Regions from separate parts of the Sus scrofa genome. Here region 2 is linked to region 1. The links are chromatin contacts, called in public HiChIP or PLAC-seq maps. All regions are on one chromosome and are shown on one strand. Each heading gives the region's core, a stretch centred on a gene start, on an enhancer-like site or on the middle of the called end of the contact. The rest is flanking DNA. Distances are from core to core; before and after follow the strand shown. Region 1 holds the start of LOC106508372 (pleckstrin homology domain-containing family H member 1-like). Region 2 holds the start of VTI1B (vesicle transport through interaction with t-SNAREs 1B).

Region 1 (6,232 bases), core at 3,420-5,919:
AAATGCACACTTAAAAAGAGAGAGAGAGGAGTTCCCGTGGTGGCGCAGTGGTTAACGAACCTGACTAGGAACCATGAGGTTGTGGGTTTGATTCCTGGCCTTGTTCAGTGGATTAAGGATCCGACGTTGCCGTGAGCTGTGCTGTAGGTCGCAGGCGCAGCTCGGATCCTGCGTTGCTGTGGCTCTGGTGTAGGCGGGTGGCTACAGCTCCGATTAGACCCCTAGCCTGGGAACCTCCATATGCCAAGGGAGCAGCCTTAGAAATGGCGAAAAAAAGTCAAAAAAAAAAAAAGAAAGAGAGAGAGAGAAAGCAAATGCAGCAATGTGTTAAGAATTGGTAAATCTAGGTGAAGAGCATATGAGTATTTAATGTCCTGGGTTTTTTTGTTTTGTGTTGTTTTTTGCTTTTTTTAGGGCCACACTCTCGGCACATGGAGGTTCCCAGGCTAGGGTCAAATCAGAGCTACAGCTGCCAGCCTACACCACAGCCTCAGCAACGCAGGATTCTTAACCCCCTGATTGAGGCCAGGGATCAAACCCACAACCTCATGGTTACCAGTCGGATTCATTTCTGCTGTGCTACAACGGGAGCTCCCCAAGTGCACTGTTTTTTGCAACATCTAAATTTTGACATTTGAATGCTTGAAATTTTCCAAATAAAAATTTGGGGATGGAGTTCCGTCGTGGGCAGTGGTAATGAATCGACTAGGAACATGAGGTGCGGGTCGGTTGCCTGCTCAGTGGGTTAACGATCGGCGTGCATGAGCTGTGGTGTAGGTGCAGACACAGTCGGATCTGCGTTGCTGTGGCTCTGGTGTAGGCGGTGGCTACAGTCGATTCAACCCTAGCCTGGAACTCATATGCCGCAGCCCAAAGAAAACAAAAAAAAAAAAAAAAAAAAAAAAAAAAAAAAAAAAAAAAAAAATTTGGGGATGGAATTTGAGGGAAGGATAGCTATCACTTATTAAACAATGATCAGGAGTTCCCATCATGGCTCAGTGGTTAATGAATCTGACTAGGAACCATGAGGTTGAGGTTCAATCCCTGGCCTTGCACAGTGTAGGTTAAGGATCTGGCATTGCCATGAGCTGTGGTGTAGGTTGCAGACGCGGCTTGGATCTCAAGTTGCTGTGGCTGTGGTGTGGGCCGGCAGCTGCGGCTCCGATTCAACTCCTAGCCAGGGAACCTCCATATGGAGGTTTTTCCTTAGAAATGGCAAAAAGACAATAAATAAATAAACAAACAAACAATCAATGATCAGATGCCACAACTTATGTAATTCTACTGTCTGATTTAATCTTCTAGAGGGAGCCATTATGATTCTCATATTAAAGTCATGGAAACTGAGTCCCGGAGAGTTAAGGAACCTGCCCACGTCTACAGAGATGAGGTTGAAACAGAACCCAAAGCAAGAGGGAAGTCACACGGAGGAGTGCAGCTGGGAGACCATCGGCTAACACCTTGGTGAGCCTTTTTCTGTGTGCCCTCAGTGTTCTGAAATCGTCCATGCATTTAACTCAGTCCACCCTCCCTTTCTAAAAGCTTTGTACTTTGTGATAAATCACTTCCATGAATACCAGTGGGAAGGAACAAAGGGGCCCTCAAACACACACCTACAGAAATGTAGGTCCTTTTTTTTTTGGCCTCACCTGTGCTATGTGGAAGTTCCCAGGCCAGGGACCGAACCTGTGCCACATCAGCGATCCAAGCAGCTGCAATGACAATACCAGATTCTTAACCCACAGTGCCACAAGAGAACTCTGGTGCAGTCTCCTTTGAAGGCAATTTGGCAACATCTATTGAAATTTAAAATTCACATTGTGTTTACACCCAGAAATTCCACTTCTAAGTATTAAACTGGACCAAGAAGTATGTACAGAGATATTCATGGTAGCAAGATCCGTAATAGCCAAGGATTAGAAACATCCTAAATATTTATCATTAGGAATGCTAGGGGAATGTTAAAAAATAAAGCAAATGGGGAGTTCCCATTGTGGCGCAGCAGAAACGGATCCGACTAGGAACCTTGAGGTTGCAGGTTCGATCCCTGGCCTTGCTCAGTGGGTTAAGGATCCGGCATTGCCGTGAGCTGTGGTGTAGGTCACAGACGAGGCTCAGATCTGGCGTTGCTGTGGCTGTGGTGTAGGCTGGTAGTCGTAGCTCCAATTAGTCCCCTAGCCTAGGAACCTCCATATGCTGTAGGTGCGCCCCTAAAAAGCCAAAAAAAAACAACCCCCAACATAGTTATAGATATAGAGAACAGGTGGTTGCCAGAGAGGAGGAAGTTGTTGGGGAGGAAAAAAATAAGTGAGGGAGATTAAGAGGTACAAACTTCCAGTTGCAAAATAAATGAGTCACATGTATGAAATGAACAGTGTGGGGAATGCAGTTAATAACTAATATCTGTTTATGGAGATTTATCATAACTAGACTTATTGAAATGCAGAGAAATATCCAATCACTATGTTGTATGATAGGAACTAACACAGTGTGGTAGGACAATTATACTTCAAACACAAAGAAACAAACAGACTCATAGAAAAGAGATCAGATTTTGTTTGTTTGTTTGTTTGTTTTAGGGCCGCACCTACAGCATATGGAGGTTCCCAGGCTAGGGGCCCAATTGGAGCTGCAGCTGCTGGCCTACACCACAGCCACAGGAACGCAGGATCCAAGCCACATCTGTGACCTACACCACAGCCTACGGCAACGCTGGATCCTTAACCCACTGAGCGAGGCCAGGGTTCAAACCCGCAACCTCGTGCTTCCTAGTCGGATTCGTTTCCCCTGCGCCATGACGGGAACTCCGAGATCAGATTTTTGATTATCAGAGGCAGGGCGGAGGGATGGGTATTGTAGGTCGGTGGTCAAAAGGTATAAACTTCTAGTTATAAGATACATAAGTCCTGATGATGTACTGTACACATGATAAATATAATTAACACTGCTGTGTTATCTATGAAAGTTGTGAAGAGACTAACTCCTAAGAGCTCTTATCACAAGGGGAAAATTTCTTTTCTATTTCTTTAATTCTGGATCTACATCTGATGAGGGATGTTCGCTAAACTTGTGGTTACCATTTCATGATGTACATAAGTCAAATCATTATGCTGCACACCTTAAACTGATACAGTGCTATATATCAATTATATCTCAATAAAACTGAGGGGAAAAGGCATCTCTAAGTGTGCCGACACATCACACTTAGAGTCAACAAATGATAAAGTCAAGAGAAAAAGAGGAAGTCAAAAGGGAAAAAAGTCAAGGGAAAAAAATACACATGTATACATATGTATTCATAAATACATGAATACTTACATATGCATAAAATATCTTAAAGGAATACACACAAAAACCTACAACAGTAGTTGCTCTTGAGGAGGAGTGATCTGAGGGACAAGGGACAGGGCAGGCGGAAGACTGACCATTCATTTTTAGCCCTTCTGTATTATTTGAAATATACACCATGTGCATGATTACCTATTTAAAATGGGTGAATGCATGCACGCATAAATGAATGAAATAACAAAATCTCCTTAGGAACTTCACAGGACTTGCTTTTGCAACACTTCAGGTATTGAAAGGGATAGCAGTGGCCAGTGTCCCAGAGTCTGGGGGTAATCTATTCCAATCCTCAGAAGCTATGAATCCATTTGCAAGTTCAGCCCCTGAAGTCCCACTGACCCCAGTTGAACTTTCATCCTTGGCCTCCCGAACTACTAGGGTCAGCTTTCCACAGAGTCTGGGCTCTTAAAATGGTGCTTGAGAATTACCTGGGGAGCTTATTAGCTGGGTAACTTCCCAGCCTCACCTCCAGAGACTCAGATTCCAACCTGTGGTGCAGCCAGGGGCTCCTTACCACCGCCTGGAGTGAAACTTCTAAAGGCCCTTTGGAGAAACAGACCCTGCTGATGTCTGCCTCTGTTCAGGCCTGACTGGGAGACCGAAGGATTGGGGAAGACAGCTGTTTTGAAACGTGAATCCTCCCCCGCAATATTGTTCATATTCATCTTCTTTACCCCATACCCACCTAACCAAAAATGGAAAGCACCAATCCCTCTGGGTGTAGGATTATCCTGGAGAGCTGAGACACAGCAAGGGTGCACTGCCAACTGCCTGAAGGCAGTGTCCTGTTGGCCTTTCTGGCTCCCCAGCCGGCTCCTTTAAAATAAATAATGCATGAATGCATACATGCATACATATATACATACGCAAGCAGGTTACCCTCTAGGCTCTGGTGAGGTTTTTTTCAAATTGCAAATTACAAATCAGAACTTTGGTCTGCCAGTGGGACAGACTCTTTGAAGTAAGGACTTCTCCACATATCCGGGAGTGACGGTTCCTGCCAGTCGCCCGACAAGTGGCTGGAATCTCTTTTGGGGGGAAGGGTCTGGTCTTGAGCCCCATCCCGCGAGGGTCCCAGGCTGCCTGGAAGATGAGCAGATGCCGGGGCGCCCCGGCCGCCCCCGGAGGCAGCCGATTCTGCCTCGGCAGAGAGCTGGAGACCGAAGTCCCGGAGAAACCCCCACCCCCCGCCCACCGGACCCCGCCGCCCTCCCCACCGCCCCAGGGACGGGCCGAGCGGTGCCGAGAGGTGGGAGGCTGGAGCCTGCTGAGGTCATTTCCTGTGCCTCTCGGCGAGCCGCCCCAGGAGCGGAGCCGGGCGCTCTGCCTTTAAGGAGCGGGCGGGGAGCGGGCGGGGAGGGGGCGCGGCAGAGCGCTGAATGGGGCGCTGCGAGGTCCGCACAGCTTTGTACTGCCTGCCCGCGGGCACCTCTCTTGGCCCTGCCCGGTCCGCCCCGCCCACCACGACCCCTGCTGCAGGGGAGCGGAGACCCGGCGGCCGCTGCGGACTCGAGCGAGATCGACGCAAGGTCAGGGGCGGACGCGCGCTCCGGGCGCCCGTGTGCCGGATACGCGGCGGGGAAGCCGGCGAGCAGGCTGGAGGTGAGCGGCCCCCGGCGCCCAGCTGGCTGAGATGGGGTTGGCGGGGACCCGGGTCGGGGTGCTTTGGCCGAGGAGAGTTGTTTAGTTGGGCGGAGAGGATCGGTTCCCTCTGGCCAGAGGGCAATTCCGGAACAGGTGCTTTCGTACCTGGAAACGAGCTCCCAGCAGCCTGGAGCGCCGGGAGCGGCAGGTCAGGCTCCGGGGACCCGCACCGCGAGGCGAGTAGCCTTCCTGGGGAGGATCCTCAGTTTGGGACCGGTTCGATCCAGTTACTCAGAGCGAACTTGCAGGCTTTCCGCCGCGTTGCCTGAGCTCTCGCTCGCTCTCACTCCTCCCGCTTCCCTCCCCGTCTCATCTCGGGTTATCTCTGTGCGATTTCTGGGGGGGGCGGGGGGGTGTTCTCTTACGGGTCCTTTTTGGATTAGGCTTGACTCCTAGAGGAGGGTCAGTCCAACAGAAAAGAAGACTAGGTGGTCTCCCTGTGACACCAGGAACTTTGGGTCTTAGAAGCCTTCGAGAGGAACCTGTCTTCGGGGCTCAGGGGACCTTAATGGAGGGGACAGAGGCAATGAAGCCCCTCCTGTGGGAGTAAGTTCACTTTCTGTTGGATTTGTTCCTGCCCGGGGACGTCTCCTCCATAAGTTTTTGCTGCGAATACACCGCACAAAACTTCTGGACAGAGCCGTAGTTCGTGCTAAAACTTCTGCTTGAAAGATCATTTTCATAACAATTTCAATGGAAAAGTCATTTGTTCCTTCCTTAAACTTTGTGGACTGTCTTCTGTGCCAAAGACACTGTGTATACGGTTACATCACTTTAACACTTTATAGAACATCCCTTCCAGTGTTTATGCAGGTTGTTATCCCCATTTTGTAAAGGAGGAAACTGGGACTCCGAAAAATTGTGATTCGCCCAAGGTCATACAGCTGAAAAGGGGAAGAGGCAAGGCACAGATGGAAGCCTCCTTAATGCCAACTGTGGAGTTTGCTCCACTGTCCACCACCCTCCCTCTCTGATCAGCCACCAAAGCTGAGGTACAGTGGGGTACATACACCCTGTGGTCCCAGACTCGTTGAAACTAATAGGGGAGCTGAGAAAATGTGGCTCCCTTTCTGCCCCCTCTAGAAGTCACCAGCCACAGCAAGAGGTATTATTCCTCCCACTCTGCTTCCAGAAGAGTGTTCTTGACCGTTCTCTTCTCCTCTCTGTGTATCTGTGTGTACACCTCTGCTCCCTGGGGGTTGAAGAGTGCTTCCTACATAACTGATGCTGAGGCACTGCCTCC
Region 2 (6,540 bases), core at 2,605-5,104, 170 kb after region 1:
CTCACTCCTCATATCCAATCAGTCTGGCTAATTTCTGTCTTAGAATCACCTCTTGGATTTGGGACTCTATAGATTCCCAGGCTACCTAGATGGCTGCCACAAAAGCTAACATGGTCTCCGGTAAGAAATAAAATATTGTCTGGAATTACCAGTAAGCAAAAGACATTGCAGCCATGAGCCGTGAGTGACTGCAGCCATCCCCCGACCAGAAGCCCTGAGCAAACTCAAGGAAGCAAACAAAGAATTCTTGCCACCTAGCACTCATTAGACTGCAGCCACCGCAAGGCTGCAACTTGAGGGAACTCAGTGTGGATGAGAAAACACAGGATACTGGCTCCGAATAGTTGAGGTGCATATCAAAGGAATGATTTCAGTGAGCCCAGACTCCTGCATCTTCCCATAGAAAAGCGATAAATTCCTTACCTTGAGCTATCCGAGTTTTTTTTTTTTTTTTGGACTTTTGTCTTTTTTAGGGCCAAAACTGCGGCATATGGAGGTTCCCAGGCTTGGGGTCTAATCGGAGCTGGAGCCGCCGGCCTACACCAAGCGACTCGGGATCCTTAACCCACTGAGCAAGGCCAGGGGTCGAACCTGAAACCTCATGGTTCTTAGTCGGATTTGTTTCCACTGCGCCATGATGGGAGTTATTTTTTTTTTTAAATTAACAAGTTATCTTTTGTCTACATGCCCTTTGCTGCAAACCTTCTATTTATCCTAGTTTCCCAGCCCCTTCACCTCCTCTGGGCAGTTTTCTCAGGGTTACTTGAGATGCCGCTTCCCAGGCTTGAAGTCCTAAGAATGTCTGCAGAATATGACATAACTCTCAACTTTTAGGTTGTGCATATTTTTTTTTAGTCAACACCGGTATCCAGATTACTGTGCTTTCATCCTCTACTCAGCCACCAGTATTATTCTTCTAAAATAAAATCTGACTATAATAGTCAGCTATTTAAAATCCTTTACTGATTCTCCATTATCAAGTCTAGCCATCTTTTTTTTTTTTTTTTTTTTTTTTTTTTGCTTTTAGGTCTGTACTCACGGCATATGGAGGTTCCTAGGCTAGGGGTCGAATTGGAGCTGCAGCTGCCAGCCTACACCACAGCCACACCAATGCCAGATCTGAACCACGTCTGCGACCTACACCACAGCTCACAGAAATGCCGGATCCTTAACCCACTGAGCGAGGCCAGGGATCGAACCCACAACCTCATGGTTCCTAGTTGGATTTGTTTCTGCTGCGCCAGGACGGGAACTAAGTCTAGGCATCTTAATGTGACACTTAGGTTCCTTAACAGTCTTACTTTCCTCATCTACTGCTACTCTCCCACACATATCTTAAGCTCATAGCACAGTTGCAAATATTTGATTTTTTTTCTTCCTTTGTTGTCTCTTCCCATTTCCCCTGTCTGGTAAACTCCTGTTCAACATTTTATACACTCAGTTCAAAGTTCTCCTTTCTGTGAAGCTCCCTTCTCGGTCGTCCACGCCAATGTTAGTTTTGAGACCATGACAAAAAAGCTATCTCAGGGCTCATCAAATACTTGGCTGTAAATTCGCTCCCGTTTAAGGCAAGAACTCCTGGAACCCCTCAGGGGCCCGACACTGATTGATACATAAATCTCAATAAATGTTTATTTTTAAATGATTATTGAAAAATGACTGAATTCAATTACAGAGCATAAGCTAAATGCAATGGATGTGCTATATACATTATTCAGTGCTTAATCACCCAAGTTCTTGGAGCTAGGGGTTGAATCGGAGCTGCAGCTACCAGCTAGAAGCCTAGGCCACAGCCACATCTGTGAGCTATGCTGCAGCTTGTTTCAACACCTGATCCTTAACCCACTGAGTAAGGCCAGGTATCAAACCTGAGTCTCATGGATCCTAGTCTGGTAACCCGCTGAATCACAATAGGAACTCCAAAATGGTCTATTCTTCAACCACGTACATCAGATTCCATTGCTCTTCTGTTAAAAACCCTTTAGGGAGCTCCCGGAATGGCTTGGTGGTAGCAAACTGACTAGGATCCAAGAGGACACAAGTTTGATCCCTGGCCTCGGCTCAGTGGGTTAAGGATCCGGTGTTGCTGTGAACTGTGATGTAGGTCGCAGATGTGGTTAGGATCTGGCATTGGTGTGGCTGTGGCGTAGGCTGGCAGCTGCAGCTCCAATTCAACCCCTAGCCTGGGAAGTTTCATATGCCACGAATGCAGCCCTCAAAAGACAGGAGGAAAATCAAACAAACAAAAAAAAACAAACTTTCAATTGCCAGCCACTGCATTTAGAAAAAGATGGGAATCTTTTCCACAAGGCCCCAGGTGATCTGGCCCTGCCTACCTCTTTAAAGCTTCATCTATTATCACAATCTCCTCCTTCCACCCCAAACACTGACCTTCTTGTTCTTCCTAGAATATACCAAGCTCATTTCTGCTCAAGGATCTCTGCAGTACCGTTCTGTCTTCCTGACTCTCACTTTCCCCAGATTTGAATGGTTCACCCCCTTACTTCAAATCTCTGCTCAACTTAACTTCAAATCACCTCCTCAAAGAGGCCTTTCACAGCTACTCAAGTTAAAGCTAGAGCCCCCTCCCTATTTCTTTGCCCTGTTTTATTTTCTCACATTGCTTTAACACCACCTCTTTTTTTTGTCTTTTTGCCATTTCTTGGGCTGCTCGCACAGCATATGGAGGTTCCCAGGCTAGGGGTTGAATCGGAGCTGTAGCCACTCACCTACGCCAGAGCCACAGCAATGCGGGATCCCAGCCGAGTCTGCGACCTACACCACACCTTACAGCAACGCCAGATCAACCCACTGAGCAAGGTCAAGGATCGAACCCGCAACCCCATGGTTCCTAGTTGGATTCGTTAACCACTGAGCCATGACGGGAACTCCGCACCACCTCTTGATATTTATATTATCATCAACCTATAGAAGAGACTTTAAGCGTTTTCACTGTAGTTTGTAATATTACCAGCATCTAGGACAGTGCCTAGCACACAGCAGACTCCTCCAATAAATATGTTAAACAAAGATATAATTCTCACCAGTGTGTCAATTCATATGACCTTGAGGAACTCACAGAGCAAACACTCAAGCTTTGACACTTAAGTAAAAACAACAAAAATCTTACCTGCTTTGCCATGGAGAGCTATTTGTCTTAGGACAAAAAACTATGGCAAACTTCCCTATGTGAATTCGAACTCTTTATTTCCTCCAAGCAAAACCTGCAGCAATCCGAACTTTAAAATCAAGGAGCAAGAAACAGTCTAGGCGGAGTTCAGAGGACGACCATACCTAATGATCACAATCCTGATTTTAAAGAACCCCCCCTCCAAGACTGGTTACTTACCAACCCCCAGAGTTATGACTCCTTTGGGTTCTGAACTTTTTTTGTGCTACGGCTCTTCTGCCAGTCTGGGTCTCTTTTGAAAATAGTTTTGGATATATAAAACAAAAATACAGAAAGCTACAAAAGAAACCCATTCTACTGAAACACAGCATCTCAGATTTAAGGTCTGTACTCTTCTTGCCACGCTGAAGACGAAACGAGAAAAATCTGAACGCTATAGGATCAAAAGGGAACACCTGGCAGTAGGGAGCTCCCGGGTGCCTGGACCCAGCCAACCTTAGGGGGCGTGTCTGAGAATGAGAAGCGAGAGAAGAGGGTGGGGGCCCTTCCTCGCAGAGCTGGCGGAGCCGGGTTCCCCTAGGCTCAGCCCGCCCCCGCCTTACCTGTCCCTGCTATCCCCAGGAGCCGCTCCGGCACCCCTCGTAGGTCTTCATGGAGGCCGCGGAAGATCTCGTGCAGTTTCTCGAAATGCTCCGAGGAGGCGGCGGAGGTGGCCATGGCGGAGGCCGCTCTACAACAGCGGCCGCCGAGACTCAGGGCTCGGGGCCCACTTCTACGCCACCGTCAGCCGCCCAGCCCCGCAGGCATCACGGCGACCGCCGCCACCACCTCCCAGGACGAGGCGCTTCCGGCGCCGCGGCGGGGTCCTGCCGAACCGGAACGCCCACCCCCTGCATGGCGTCACTGACGGCGCGCCAGGCGCCAAAGCCTGACGGAAAGTTTGGCAGCGTGCGCTGCCCGGGCGACTCCTGCGGGGGTGGCAGCGATCTGACGCTAGCCGGCAGTCTCGGAACCCGGGAAATACCCAGCTCGGCGTCGGGGAGAGCGCCACAGCGGAAGGGACTTTGGGGACCCGCAGGCCGGGCGGCACGGCCCCCTCCCTCTCGGGATCCGCCTTCCGTCGAGGGGCTGTAGTGCATGCTGGGGGCTGTAGTTCGGCGCGGAAAACGCCCCTACTCGGAAGTCACGCATCGTTGGGGGCGGTGGCCCTGTGGTCGCCGCGGCCGCGGACGTGACGCTAACATATCGGTAGCGCGTGGTCGTCGTCTTCACTCTGGTGGTAATGTTTGGCCACTCTGATTCAGTCCACATTATGACTGTTAGCTTTCAGTTTTCGGAAAATAGCTGGGTCAGGTTCCTGCCTGCTCTCAAGCAGTAAAGCACTTTGACTGGGAGTCAAGTGATCAGTCATATGCTTTCAGGAGTGGCCCTCGGGCAGGGTGGCCCCTAAAATACTCACCCTCTAGCCGCCGCAGCTGCGGTGCACTCGTTCACTTAGCCGGTGTTTGTCAATTTAAGGGTAGTCACTGTGGTGGGATCTGGGAAAGTGTTGGTGAATAAGTTTCTCTCTGCGCTTGGGTAATTTATAATGAAGGCAGACCTGGCTTTTATCAGCTCTCTCTCAAGTGTAATGTGTTAACAATTACAAGATCTTTTTCTGCACTTCGTGGGTTTTCGTGATTTAATGGAGGAAAATTCCTATTTTCACTGATGAGTTTGCCTATGGAGCCCATTCTGGAATACTTAAAACTGCCCGCACATGTTAAAAATATATGACTGACCAGGGGTAAATGATTTGGTAATTTTTATCTCCTGGACCCTAGTTTTTTATTAGACCGAATTCATTGATCATTGATTCAACAAATTTTTGTTGAGCTCCTAATATTGAACATAGAGATAGATAGCAAAGTCTGAGGTCATCAGTGGCAGTGTACTGTGGTAAGTCCCATAGCATTGTGTTATAAATAAAAGGGACAGGTACAAAAAGAAGTAACAAATAGCCTGGGATGGAAAAAGTGATCTTTTCTTCATGAAAGATTAGTAGAAAATGGGTGAATGACTAATCAAATTATCGCATAACCAGAGTTAATGGCATTTGAATTGAGACTGTACTGTACTAGACTCTGGGACAAATTATTCTCAGAATGAGAAATGACTGCATAACTATAATAATGAAATGTTTTCTTCCTTTGACTCTAATTAAACTTTAATTATTTTCTTCTTTTGGTTCAAATTAAATTTGTTTAATGCTGACAGTTTTCATTCTGGTAAATAAAAACATGATACATAATCAAAAGTTTTTATTTGTGATTGACAGTTCAATATACATTAAATATTAATTCAGTTCCACACTATTATCAAAAGTTTCCCAATTTTTCCGTAAAATAACTATGTCTAGTTTAATGGTCAAAACAAGTTCAACAAAAGATTATTTACAAATATGAGAAGACTGTGGTCCTACACTCTTTTCTCCACCTAAGTGAATATATGTTAGTCCAAGAAAATCACAAACTCTAGTAGAAGTATGTACTCAAAACAGGGGATGAACTATTACCAATTCCTCAGCCTTCCTTCAGCAGCATTCCTTTTGATAAAAGTTCTCCAAATGTAGATTTCTAGCAAGTACAGTAGACATTAATATCAAGATAATGTAAGGAAATGCCCTAAAAGATTTTTTAAATTGACTGTAATTACCAACACCAGTCCTTAAAATATTTTGTTGAAGAAGTTCGTGCTGTGGCGCAGTGGGTTAAGAACCTGACTGCAGTAGTTTAGGTTGCTGTGGAAGCTCAGGTTCTATCCCCAGCCAGGCGCAGTGGGTTAAAGGATCCAGTGTTGCCACAGCTGTAGTTCGGATTCAATCCCTGGCCCGGGACTGAAAAACAAACCCTTAACTAGTCCCTTCATTGCCTTTGCATGCAGTATCTTCTAGGATTCTTTTTTGGATTTCTTCCATGCTACCCATGTGCTTCTTGATTGGTAGTTCTGAGCAGATACAAAGTTCACTTCTATTTGTAGCTCTACCCATTTGTATCAAAGACTGAATGACACTGATTTGATCGGTCTCTGATCATTTACCTGCACTAGGATCCAGTATAATACTGTTCCTTTGTGGCTATTTTGAATGCTCCCAACTGCATAAATATAAAAGAACACACACAAAGATACACTCAGGGACAATCATCAAAAAGCCTTTCCTGTCTTCTGGTTCTCTAAGAGAAACTAAGGCACAAAAATGAGGCCTCCTTCAGTAATTGAAGTCAGGTGGCATATCTTTGCAAACTGCTTCTTCCACTACCCTCTTGCTGGTTTGAGAAATAGAAAAATGAATGACAGTTTCAATTTGATTTTTATCTCTGCCTTCCCCCAAATTCCTACCATCCCCTAAACCCTACTACCTTCTTAGAAAA

What was found. HiChIP or PLAC-seq counts read pairs in DNA pulled down with a chosen protein or histone mark.
Region 2: an H3K27ac HiChIP or PLAC-seq map of alveolar macrophages shows a contact between it and region 1. The contact joins the promoter of VTI1B here to the promoter of LOC106508372 in region 1. A contact is called at or near these places in 1 of 5 promoter capture datasets (liver), 2 of 47 Hi-C or Micro-C datasets (embryonic fibroblasts and heart right ventricle) and 2 of 2 datasets of contacts at active chromatin or transcription factors (alveolar macrophages and skeletal muscle).

What each region holds. Positions count from the first base shown.
Region 1 is chr7:91,243,016-91,249,247 of Sscrofa11.1, forward strand. LOC106508372 (pleckstrin homology domain-containing family H member 1-like) reads left to right here and starts at 4,670. Exons shown (of 17, transcript XM_021099392.1): 1 at 4,670-4,947. LOC110261620 (a long non-coding RNA gene) reads right to left here and starts at 4,502. Exons shown (of 3, transcript XR_002345984.1): 1 at 4,031-4,502; 2 at 1,650-1,712.
Region 2 is chr7:91,409,626-91,416,165 of Sscrofa11.1, forward strand. VTI1B (vesicle transport through interaction with t-SNAREs 1B) reads right to left here and starts at 3,855. Exons shown (of 6, transcript NM_214437.1): 1 at 3,733-3,855. The coding sequence starts at 3,847. It overlaps RDH11 (retinol dehydrogenase 11), which reads right to left. Exons shown (of 8, transcript XM_005656347.1): 8 at 5,416-6,540.